Regions from separate parts of the Gossypium hirsutum genome. Here region 2 is linked to region 1. Evidence: chromatin contacts called from public Hi-C data. All regions are on one chromosome and are shown on one strand. The core of a region is the stretch at or near the end of the contact, and the rest is flanking DNA. Distances in the headings are between cores, read along the strand shown. Region 1 holds the start of LOC107910425 (auxin efflux carrier component 6). Region 2 holds the start of LOC107910419 (transcriptional corepressor SEUSS).

Region 1 (6,565 bases), core at 1,291-3,790:
TCTCTAAAGCTAATTTCCTTCTCTAAAAAAAAAAAAGAAATGTCAAGTCTTGATTTTTCTAATAAAAGTTAAATTGTAAAAATTATAAAATTTAGGGTCTAAATTACATATTAACCAAAAATTAAACCATGGGGAATGGGTGTGTTGATCACTATGGCAAATTTCTATTGATGAATTAGTAATAATATCAACGTGAAAATCATATTGTCATCCCTCTTATCATTACACACGTGCTCTAAGCTAATGATGTTATCTATCAAGTAAAGATCTGACTTTTCTATATAAGAAATTTAAAATAAAATTTTTATTACTTTGGTAATAGTGCTTGGTGGGGTACAATTTGTCTAATAATGTTTAACAAAATGTGATACACTAGTGAACATCATAATAGTTGGAGTTTAAATTTTGTATTTAAAAGTTTCATAAAATTAAAAATCGAAAAAACAAATTTATGAATATCTAAAAACTAAAAAAAATTCAGACAGGCACGTGTCTCGACATTTGTGTTCGTAGTTTTGTAAGACAAAACATACATGTACACTCCTGCAAAATCTGCATGTCTCTTTGAATTGTTTCTCAGATCTAAGGCAATTATTTTCAATAGTGCAATATTTGTGCGACAAAAATAGTAGGACAACTTTTGGAAACAAATTTATTTTGTTGTTATTAAATATTTGATATCGTGACAACAATCATATTTAATCATTATACTGAATTTAATAGTAAATACAATAATTTCAAGTAAAATAAAACATACAAATTATTATTGAAATTCGATAGTAAAGGGAAAAAAAATCTTAAGTCATTATCAAAATATTAGATATATTTTTTGTAATCTTAATTCTTCAAATAATATAGTGATGTGAAATTTACTTTCTAAAATAGAAAATTATTTTTAAATAATATTAGAAGTTTTTGCATGCACTTACCCCCAAGGTCTTTGAAGCCCTGCCTATTATCATCCCCACCACCATCTTGACAGTCCCAAACCATTTTTGTAGGAGGAACCACCGGAGACGGCTGCCGGAAAACTTTCCCACCAGCCACGGGAGACCTCATCCAGATTGGTGTATTCCCGGCTGCCGTAGTAATCACATCCATTTCATTAAAATTAGAAGCCCTTGGGGTCGGCTGCAAAGAGTAAGCATCCGACGAAGCATACCCGGACAAACGGGGGCTAACGGCACGGTAACCGAACCCCATGTCGCCGTTACAGAATACAATCTCGTTATTGTTGGGTCCGCCGGGGGTGTTAACGGAAAATATGTCGGCGTTAGAGAGGTTGGATGCTCTAGGGGTGAGGCAAATGGAGGATGATAGAGCCGATTCCGGAGCCGATGACGTGGACCGCCTGATTCGGACTCGAATACGGCCGTTGATGTCGGTTTCGGATTCTGTACGGAGAGGATCACGACCGTCCAATGAAATGACGTCGTTGTCGAGCTCGAATTTGGAAATGGTGGCAGCTGTGGGGCCCGGGAACTGGGTTTTGATTAAGAGCGTTGCCGCCCTGTATTCGAAGAGGAATAGCAATAGTGTGTACCTGCACTCGAAACGACGCCGTATGATTTTTATCTTATGTAAGGTTTTAATAATTCATTGTTATCTTTTTTCAAACAATATTGAGCTGACTTTTGCTTAGAAAATCACTCCCTAGTTTTACACGGTCAACTTTGATTTAATCCCAAAAAAAACCATATAAAATAGTTTTAGTTGAAAATAAAAGAAAATGGTCAAATTTTCTAAAAAAAAATAAAGACAAAAGTAATAGTTTGTGTTTTATTATATAAAATCATGCCACAATCAATTAAATGCAGAGACTATTTGAATATCTAATCACTGTATATTTTAGGCACTTCAATCATGTTATTTGTTTTTGGATACATCATCGCTGTTTTTGTATAGACAAATGTTTTTGTTTTTTGTAATAAAGATGGGGTAATTATTTTTTCATAATATAAAGATGAGATAATTATTTGATATCAATCCCATTTTTTTTCAACACAAATCCCTAGCAATTATACCATTTTAATCCGAAAAGATATATAAGATTGGAGTTAATGTATACCAGATGATGCATTGAAGAACAACGAGTTGAACCATGAGACTTTGAGTGAAATCTCCATACATAGCATTAAGCAAGGGGATGCCCATGACGAGAGTGTTGGGCAAAGTGGCGAGGGAGAAAAGGGTGATGAGCCAATCGAGTGAGCCACCAGGGAAGAATATAGCCCAAACCGAAAGCAAAGCAAGGACCAACACCTTGGACACCGTGTCCGCTATGATGAACTTGGTGTCCATCTGGTACGGGTTGTTTTGAGCTATGAAATGGAATGACAACACCGGCACCGCGAAAACCGCCACGAACCGGTTGATCCCCGAACACTGCTCCGGGCTGAATATTCGCCACCATTTCACCGATCCGTACGCTATTATCATTGCGAAATACAGTGGAACCATCGCACACATCACCTTGTAAAAATCACCCCCTGTTATCATCTTCACTCTTCTTCTTCTTTTTTTGGTTTTTTATTTAATTTTTTAAAGAGAAAATGGAAGAGATTATATAGAGGATTTATGGACAAATTTGGCCCTCGAAAAGTTGGTAATTTACTTTCTAAGGTACTGTAAGCAGCGGGAATTACGGTTCCAGATCTAATGATTAACTTTCTAATATAAATTTTCGTGCATGGGTTTGATAATGATATATTTTTATAATTTGACGTTTATATATATTATGAATGAATTATTGACATTTAATATTAATAAATAAAGTTATATGAGATATTTAATTCTAAAAGGTTTTAAAATTTTAATAAAGCCATACATAATCTATCAAATATGATATTAAATCATATGACAACCTGCATTTTGTAATATAGATTCTCTTAATATACTCTACACCATGTTTAATGTTATTATGAGTTCCTATTTGATGTGATTTTGATTTCCCTATTATCCCATATATACTGTTGATTCAAGCCCAAATTAATTATCTTACTTTGAAAACTAATTTATTTTTGTATCTTGATTGAATCGATTTCATTAATAATTATTTATTTAAAATATATTATATTATTACGATGGTATTTTTATTTTTTTATATAAAACCAATGAAACTTTAAATATAATTATAAATTCAACCAAAATTTTTAATAAACATAAATCGATCATAAAAATAAAACAAAAGCAAAATAGTCTAATAATTTGGTTTTCAACAAAACTCGGGTACTATCATTATCATTCGGTGTCGTTTCAGTCTACTGTTGACTATTTCCCCAAATAAAAAGCTGCAATAATGATTCATGAAGTGCACTTTGGGAAAGTAAAATAAGGGGGGTAAACTCTCCATGATATATAGCCATGATCTTATGTAAACACTGTGCTTTCGTCCCACACTTATTAGCCAGGTTGTTAAGAAAGTCCACTTTTTCTGTAAAATCTATTGTCAAAAATTATAAATTTGACAAATTTATGTACATATGATGAAACATAGATATTAATAAATAGATTGGATGTATATGTATAAAGTGAAAATAAAAAGGAGCTTTTGGTGGTCAATTTTTGCACGTATAAAGGGTACACATTATGCAGCAATTTACGAAGTGGTTTGGTTGATGACGATGGGGTCGAGGGTGGGGGATCACACGATTGGCCGAGCCTGCCTCTGCCAAAGACAATGGGACCATATCAAGGCATGATTCATCCACAAACAGCCTATACTGAAAGCTGATTATTCTGCCTATATCAATTATATATAAATGTGTGTCAAACCAACCGGGAACCAGCTTGCATGTTCTCATGTTTTCCATAATTTTTTTTTATGATTACACGATTCAAATATAATATAATAATCAAAACATGCGGTAAATTAAGAAATCACTGAATACATATGAAGTTGTTAAAAATTAATTTATATACTATAAATGATCATATCGAAATATATAAATATAATACTTGAATATACATCAATTAAAATGTTTCAAAATAAATTTTATTCCAGTTGCATGCTGCATATGGATTCTATCACGCACTCAATGAAAGCAAATGTAGTCTTTAATCGAAGAGAGAATATACAATCCGAATGCATCGTACGTGCAACATTTACATTTAGTAGTCATTATTTTAATGAATAAGAATGAGATACTTAATCATGCATCCGTATGTGTCGATAATTATAGATTTGAGGTTACAACCTATGCTTTTTAAAATTTTTAGGATTCATGCTAGGAAAGCCTATGAACCACCTCGCGTAGAGAGTAGCAAAATGGGGCTTGCTCGGTTATCATATCTAGAAAGCAAACAAGATGGATCCTCTCACCAAACACCATTGAACCATTGAAATACCAAGTTGAGTTCTAATCATAATATTTGGAGACAAATTTTATCCCAAAGAAATTAAGGATATCCTATGAGAATAACACATATATGATAAGGTTATTAGACGAGCACTTGATAACTAGCTTTCGTAATGATATATAATGGGGAGAGCACAATCATGGCACTTTAGTGATGTAATCCAAGTTGAAGTATCGTTCCCCGTAAACACATATCAAAATCTTTCTCTCAATATCTTACAGTTTTAACTTTAACATATATTACCACGAATTAACTTTTACATTGACATATCAAAATCTTTTTCTCATTTCACAAACATAACATAAACACTTAATTCACATGTTCACTTTTACATATTATTACACATACACATACACATACACATACACATACACATACACTTTTACTTTCACATATCACTTTTACAGTCCTTAGTGAGTCTTAGAGGAGTTTAAAATTTACACTAGAACTCCAATAAACACGTCACATAACTCAATACTCCTTTCTTAATCCCCTTCGAACCCCCATATCACCAACCCGATTCCTATCTGAACCCCCAACCCCTCTCAACTCCAAATTCATTCCATTATCATATATCATATTTCCTCTGAGTTCACTAAGGCATTTATTCACATATCACTTTCATATAGCATACTTGATATATCACACATATCACTTTGTATCATATTACTTTACTTTGAATCACATAAACACATTCACTACATTTTTATTTCACATATTCGCTTTATTCACAATACAAACATAACATATATTCACCACAATTAGCACTTTAGATTTCAATTCACTATCATTAAGTTTACTTTCTTATAACACTTCTTAAATATTTTATTTCACTATTTTAGCGAACTTAGTAATTTTTGAACATTTTACAATTTAATCCCTAAATTCATGAAAAATTCAATATTTACTTTTATAACACTTTAATATCACTATTCACTTCATTTAAACCTTTAATCACAATATTTATTTCACATATCAAGTTTTGAAGTATTTACAATTTAGTCCTCTCTATAGTATTTTCACTATTCTACATCTATTCACTTATTAATCAATGACAAATAAATAAATTTTCTCTCCTTATAATTTAATCCTTAGTTTCATAAAATTTACTAATCGCTAAATTATCACTTTATCGTTTCTTACATTACTATCATACATTTAATTGCATATTCACTACTAAATTCAATAATTTTAATCATATCTTATTTAATTATTTCACATTAAAATTTAAATACTCAAATATTCAAATTATAATAAACTAACTTTAATTCAATTAAGTACTTACCTATTCTCTTCACTTGAACTTAACCTTTTTTTTTTTCAATTCAAAGCTTTCCTTTACTTTGATATTCTTTCCTTCATCTTTTCCTCTTTCTCTCCATGCATACATATACAAAACATACCATTATCTTGTAACCAACATAATCTTTTCGTGATTTCATATCAAAGTAACATGAAAACCTTAAGAAAAACCATCAAATCTTACTTTTATCACTTTCTCTTCACTTCCACAATCTTTTCCTTCACTTCCTTCTTTAACTAAGTAGTTTTCATGGTAGAAAATATTTCCATAGCACTCTAGGATATGAAATTTGGCTATGGTTTTAAGGGAAAACTCAAGAAAAATGCATATAACAAAGTTTCCTTTCTTTTCTTTCTTTCTTCCTCATTTATTTCTTTCCTTTTTATTTTTGCTGTCCCAAGTTGCTGCGATTCAGCTTCCCACATGTGTAGAAAATTCTACACTTTTCTTTTTATTTCAATTTAGTCCATATTTCACCAACCAATCAAATTTCACCACATTTCAACCTTAATTTCCATAAATTCTCTCTCCTTTACAACTCAACACTTAGATATTCCAATATCATGATTATGTATCCAAATATCAATTAAAAATAAAAATTGCATTTAGGTCCCTCCTCCATAAAATGGGAAAATTTCACTTTAGTCCTTATCTTTTTCCACTTTTGTAACAATCAATTTTCAATGGTATAAAAAATACGATTTTTAAACCCCATTTCTGTCAATCGAGTCCATAAATATAAAATAGGAATATTTACAAATTTAAATATAAATATATTGAAGAATGGTCAAGAAATTTAGTCGATAAAATAAATAATTAAAATTTAGGGACTAAATTGTAAAAGTCCAATCGCTATTGAGTTTTCATTAAGAAAAGGCTTGAGGACCTAAATAGAAATTATCC
Region 2 (6,565 bases), core at 1,304-3,803, 280 kb after region 1:
ATTTAATTTTCTTCTCTTTGTATTGATTTGATGCATTTAAGATTGTCGACCCTGTTTTTTAAATACAGAATCATGATTTACAAAAAAAAAACTAAAATTAGTGTTTTCATTATGAACCATATAACCATCTTAGTTGTCAACAATTTCTTAATTCAATGGGAAATTCGATTCCAAATAATTTCATTTTCTTCTCTCAAATTTTTTTTTATAAAAAACCCATCTTTTAATTAATTAAAATTTAATGTCTACATGAATAAATAAAAATAAAGCATATAATAATACCACAAAAAGTCAATTTCAGTAATTAACTTTTACTTTTCAGAAAAAAAAAACAAATTCAAAAAGTTGGTACTATAATTCAAAAAAGAAAAAAAGAAGACATACAAGAGTAAAATTAAATGCATTATACTTAATATTTCTAAGAATAGGCTAAAATAGGGAGAAAATGATAGGTTAATAACTAAAATTATAGATCTTAACTAGGTTCAAATATTTTAAACACAATACGAAAATTTGATGTAAGCTAGTTTAATATATATAATGTATTTAAGTTTTAAAAAATTCATAATAATTTTATTAAATCTATTTTTGTGCTAAAAATAAAAAATATACATTAAAAAACAATTAATTATAATATCTTTTTTTTTTGTATATTATAAATGATGCTTGATAACCCTTTAAAAAAAAAAAGGAATGGCAAACACAAAGCATCAAATGACATTATGGCTTATGACAATACAGTATATACTACTCCAAAAAGCACTTTATAGTGAATAAATAAGGTTTTAAAAAGTACTGGCTGAATACCAGTATTTTGAGTTTCATTTTGTATAATATTTGTAAATTCTCATTATTTAAATTTAACTATATATTAATTTAAGTTGGAATATATTTAAAATTTAATTGGATTACACTTTGGTTAATATATTCGGATATCAATCTTATTATATTTATAATAAATACCTTAAAAATATAGGGATGTATAGCAGGGAGGGTGGGCCTAGGACTCCTCAACGGCCTCGATTGAGACCGCTAAACGAACAACATATTTTGTCTAAATTGTTCCTTTTTATTAGAGTAGTACGTGTATTGTTTTTGTTTTGACGTTATTTTGGGATTTCCGACCATTTTTTAATTTATCTATATTAAAATATTAAGCAAGATTGACATTGGAGATTCGTAACAGGATAATGAGGACTAGCAAGTGGAGATTCGGTATGTATCACGAACAACGAATATGACTATTCATGATAGAACAAGATAGTAAGGAGTTGCTAAACGTGGTTTTATTTTTTCTCATAATCACCTTTGATGGTGCAATGTGTAATGTTGAGGGATAAATGCTGAGTAATCAGTCTATTATTATCAGTTGAGCGTTATAATTCAACTTCCTTTTGTAACTGTTAGAATTAAGTGACCCAAATCCTTATTTAAATAAAATACTGTGGTAAAATAAAATAAAAGTGATCCCTTTTATTTTATTTTAGAATAAGGTTTCTAAACCTTATTAAACTCCATCTATTTGATATTATTTGAATAAGGAGTTTCACTCCTATTAGAATAAGGTTTACAAGCCTATAAATAGGCATAGTCTACTCCTCTTGTAATTAAGTTTTCGACATAGTGAATTTTCTTCTCCTCTGCCCGTGGTTTTTTCCCGAAAGGGTTTCCACGTAAAATTTGTGTGTTCTTTATTTTTCTATTTTTATTTTTCTTTGAAATATATTGTCATTACCGACATTATATTTTTCTCAGTAACTAAAAAAAAAAGAGAAGGGATTATATGAAATTGTGATTCCACGTCATCACTATCCCTTTCTAATAGGAGAATGACAAATTAGATTTTTTCTCCTGAAAAAATTTAAATTCAACTAAAAATGTTAAATTCAAGAGGAAAAATCGAATTCGTCATTTTCCTATTGGAAAGGGATAGAGATGACATGAAATCACAGATTCATACAATCCTTTCTCCTAAAAAAATAATTAAATATGATTTTGATTTAAAAGTAAAATTAAGATAGGTCATCAAGAATGAATTCTTTTTAGATATATCAATATTTGTTACTTTATAAAGAAATTGAGTTTTTAATTGTTTTCCAATTGAATTAATATACGGTTGACTTGTGATATACACTTAGCCAAAAACTTAAATATAATATAGATGTTTATAATTTATTTTTAAATTTTTAGTAAAACATATAAATTATAAATTATAAATTAAATTAATAACATAATTTTATTTTAAAAAAATAAATATGAACTGCTACAAATATAGGCAGCTACTGATGAATACCAAGATGGAAGCGATACGCTAATGATAATCGAATTATTCAATTTCTAATTTTGAATAATTCATTGAAAAATTAAATTTCAATTAATTTATCATAGTCTCTTTTAATTGAATTGGATTAAATTAAATTTAAGTAAATTATATTAATTCTTATGGCAACAAAATTTTACTTTTAACCCCATACTAAGCTTATGGTAATTTAGTTTTAAAATAATCAAATTTGAAAAGAAAATTGAAACAATCATGTGGCATTAGTGTAAGCATACACATGCAACGAAACAAGTGCGTCACTTTAATACATCCCATCATCCATAATTCATGATGGATGGATGGATGGATGGATGTGATGCCATCATCATCATCATCATTCCATGGAAACAAAAGAAGGGAGTGAAGGGGGGAAAATAAAAGAAAAATTCAATCTAATGGAATGAAATTTTGACGTCCGCAAAGGACAATACAAACACTCTCTTTCTCTCACTAGATACAGCGAAGAAGAACAGGGCACGTACTGAGACAAGAAAAAAGGAAAAGCAGAAGAATTGATTTAAGAGGAGAGCAAAAAGAAGGTTTTTTTTTTTTTGGTGAAGTGTAGACATATTAATTGCTTCAGATTATTGAAGCAAAAAAGAAGAAAAAAAAAGGAGTAGAAGAATTGAAGAGAAAGAGAGTTCAAAAGACATTTTGGTATTTTTTGTTTTGGGTATGTTTTGATTGAAATCAAAGCTTTGGAGATTTGGGAAACTTTCTTTACTTTTTTTATTTTCTTTCCCCTTCTTCTTTGTTTATCTTTTGACAGTAACTGTGAGAATTTTTCAACGCTGGTAAGTCTTCTCAAAGTCTCTTCAGCTTTGACCCTTTTGCTAGTTTTTTTTGGGGTTTAAGTCTGGATCATTGATTTCTGCTGTTAGTGGCTGGATCGAGTTTAGTTGCTTTTTTAATGTATTTGGTTAAACGTTCGTTTTTCTTCTAATAAAGTTGCAATTTTTTGGGGGTTTGGAGGTTAAAAATTTCAGCTTGGTCAGTTGATTTTACTGTCTTTCTCTAATTTTAAGTAAAATTTTGTTTGAGTTTTAATGAAATTTCTACGGTTTTGAGATTTGGGTTTTTCTTTAAGATTCGATTGGAGTTTGATTTTACGGTTATCGGATTTCAGTTTTAAATTTCTTTTTGTTGACAGTCTTAATTACTTTTTGTGCTGAATGTTAGTAAAATTATTTTTCGGATGATTTATGTTTCAGTGGATCTGAAAATTCTTATGTCTTCTTTTCTTTTATTAGGAATTCGAGGGAAAGCCATTCTAGTGTTGCTTGACTGTAAATGTTAGAATGCTCAGAATCAGAGCTTCTTCTTGGGCTTCGGTTTTCTTTGGTAATGGCCGCTTGTATGGTGGAGCAGAAAGCTATATGCTCAGGCACAGAACTGATCCCTTGTTATTTGTCCACAATGAGGACTGGAAAGTTAAAAGCAGCCAAGTTGGGCTGATTTCTTGAACTCTGCGGCTGATTTTTTTGTGTTTTGTTATTAACTGTAGTTTATTTAGTTGAATTCATGTTGTTTTAGATAGTTGTTACATTTTTGTGAGTGAGTTTTAGGTAGTTAGTCTTGAAACATGGTGCCATTAGGGTCTTCTACTCCAATAGGTGGTGCGCAGTCTGTTCCGTCATCTCTTTTGCGAACAAATTCAGGGATGCTAGGATCACAAGGCGGTGGCCTTCCTTCTCAATCTGGGTTTCCTTCATTAGTGTCTCCTCGTACTCAGTTTAATAATATGAATATGCTCGGGAACGTGCCTAATGTTTCTTCCCTTCTTAATCAGTCATTTGGGAATGGGGGTCCGAACCCTCAGCTTTCTGGTCCTGGGAGTGGCCAGCGTGGAGGAATCGATTCAGGGGCTGAATCTGATCCACTTTCGAATGTGGGTACTGGGATGGGGTTTAATGCCTCATCGTCATTTGTGCCATCGAACATGGCAAACCCTGGGTCGTCTGGTCAAGTTCAAAGTCAGCAGTATTCTAACCTTTTTGGTAACCATATTTTACCAGATCAACAACAGCCCCAACAACCGGAGTCACAGCAGTTCCAACATGGTCAACAAGGGATGCAACAGGTCTCTGCCCCTCACAACACCCAACAAGGACAGCAGCAGCAGCAGCAGCAGCAACAGTTTCAATCTATTAGAGGAGGGATGGCTGGTGTTGGGGCTGTCAAATTGGAGCCACAACTGACTAATGATCAGCACAGCCAGCCACAGCAGTTGCAAACGCTGAGAGATCTTGCTCCTGTGAAATTGGAACCACAACAAATCCCGCCTTCAAGAACTTTGGCACAGGTAAAAATGGAACCTCAACATTCAGATCAGTCATTTTTGCATCAGCAACAACAACAGCAGCAGCAACAGCAGCAGCAGTTGCTCCAAATGTCACGGCAGCCCCCACAAACTGCTGCCGCCCAAATCAGTCTTTTGCATCAACAAAGACTCTTGCAGCTACAACAGCAACACCACCACCAACAACTCTTGAAAGCAATGCCTCAACAAAGGCCTCAATTACCGCAGCAGTTTCAACAGCAGAATTTGCCTTTGAGATCACCTGTGAAATCAGCATATGAGCCTGGGATGTGTGCTCGGCGATTGACACATTACATGTATCAGCAACAACATAGACCTGAAGTAAGATCTCCATGGTCTGAAGATCTATTTCCACATGTGTGCAGTGGCTTTCTGGATGTAACATTTCTGTTTTTTCATGTAGGACAACAATATTGAATTCTGGAGAAAGTTTGTTGCTGAGTACTTCGCGCCAAATGCCAAAAAGAAGTGGTGCGTTTCTATGTATGGAAATGGCCGCCAAACAACTGGTGTTTTCCCTCAGGTCTGCTGATAAAAACTTGCCTATACTTCTCACTCTGAACCTTATTCAATTGGCATCTTATGTAATTGAATGAAGACAGTTATCTTTAGAACTTTACATCTTTGTTTGTTTGCTCACCTGATGATAAATACTTATACATTGAATTTCTCCTTGGGTTTTGGGTATATATTAATGGCAAAAGGATAATTGAACTGCTGTATAAATGTTACAGGATGTATGGCACTGTGAAATATGCAATAGGAAGCCAGGACGTGGTTTTGGTATGCCCTTTTCTTTTAAGTCTCTTTTTGTTCCTGTTCCTCTTTCTTTTTTTGGGATACAGTCAATGAACTAGTTTTCCATCTTATATTATTTGATTAACATGTATTAGTGCTTCTTATTGGTGTGTCAATATCCTATTACTGCGTAAAGTGGTATACATTAAGTTTGTTGTGGCTTTTATTTATCCATTTCTACCGTATATCTAATCTCTCCCAGTTGTGCTTTCAGAGGCGACTGTTGAGGTTCTCCCTAGGCTTTTCAAAATTAAATATGAAAGTGGTACTTTGGAAGAACTTCTTTATGTTGATATGCCCCGTGAGTATCAGAATTCATCTGGACAAATTGTCCTGGACTATGCAAAAGCAATACAAGAAAGTGTTTTTGAGCAGCTTCGTGTTGTTCGTGATGGTCAGCTTAGGATAGTTTTCTCACCAGATCTGAAGGTTACAAATTGAAGTAGTGGCTTTCTATTGAGTCTCAAAGTTTTGGGATCTCATTAACTAAATTTCGGCTCTTCCATTCTTTTTAGATTTGTTCTTGGGAATTTTGTGCTCGGCGTCACGAGGAACTCATCCCTAGAAGATTATTGATACCTCAGGTTGTGATTCTCTATTGCTTGAGAATGTCCAATATATGCTTTTGATCTGTGTGCATAGTATGTTTGAACCGTATGAAACCTGTGTTGACTTGTAATATTTCTTTTTATGTTGCTTTTATGAGATTATCATATCAAGAAGTTGGGATGTTTTTTTATTTTATGATTGGTTGCTTGAAATCTTCCTTTTGCGCATTCTTGCAATCTAGAAAATGTCATATCAATGATGATGATGAATTCTCACCCTAAATCATGAGCAAATTGTTATATTTATTCTTTGGATTCTAAGAGTATGACTGCTGCTTCTCTGGTTTTTAGTTGTATTTGATTGTTGTAAGTTGGGTTGTACAGGTTAGTCAACTTGGGGCTGCAGCTCAAAAGTATCAAGCTGCAACACAAAACGCATCAACAAATTTATCTGCTCCAGATTTGCAGAATAACTGTAACTTGTATGTCTTTTTTTTAATATTGTACTTTTTTCTAATTGAATGAATGGACCAATAATTCATTTACTGAAAATCATGGTCTGTTTCATATTCTTGAGAT

What was found. A called contact is a pair of places that touch in the nucleus more often than the background predicts.
Region 2: a contact with region 1 is called in a Hi-C map of leaf, with 3 times the contacts expected there. The contact joins the promoter of LOC107910419 here to the promoter of LOC107910425 in region 1. A contact is called at or near these places in 3 of 34 Hi-C or Micro-C datasets (all in leaf).

The regions. Positions count from the first base shown.
Region 1 is chrD02:11,027,478-11,034,042 of Gossypium_hirsutum_v2.1, forward strand. LOC107910425 (auxin efflux carrier component 6) reads right to left here and starts at 2,541. Exons shown (of 7, transcript XM_016838263.2): 1 at 2,069-2,541; 2 at 930-1,543; 3 at 1-22. The coding sequence starts at 2,499.
Region 2 is chrD02:11,306,375-11,312,939 of Gossypium_hirsutum_v2.1, forward strand. It overlaps LOC107910419 (transcriptional corepressor SEUSS), which reads left to right and starts at 2,554. Exons shown (of 10, transcript XM_016838252.2): 1 at 2,554-2,993; 2 at 3,571-4,961; 3 at 5,044-5,163; 4 at 5,375-5,423; 5 at 5,653-5,867; 6 at 5,954-6,022; 7 at 6,371-6,468. The coding sequence starts at 3,903.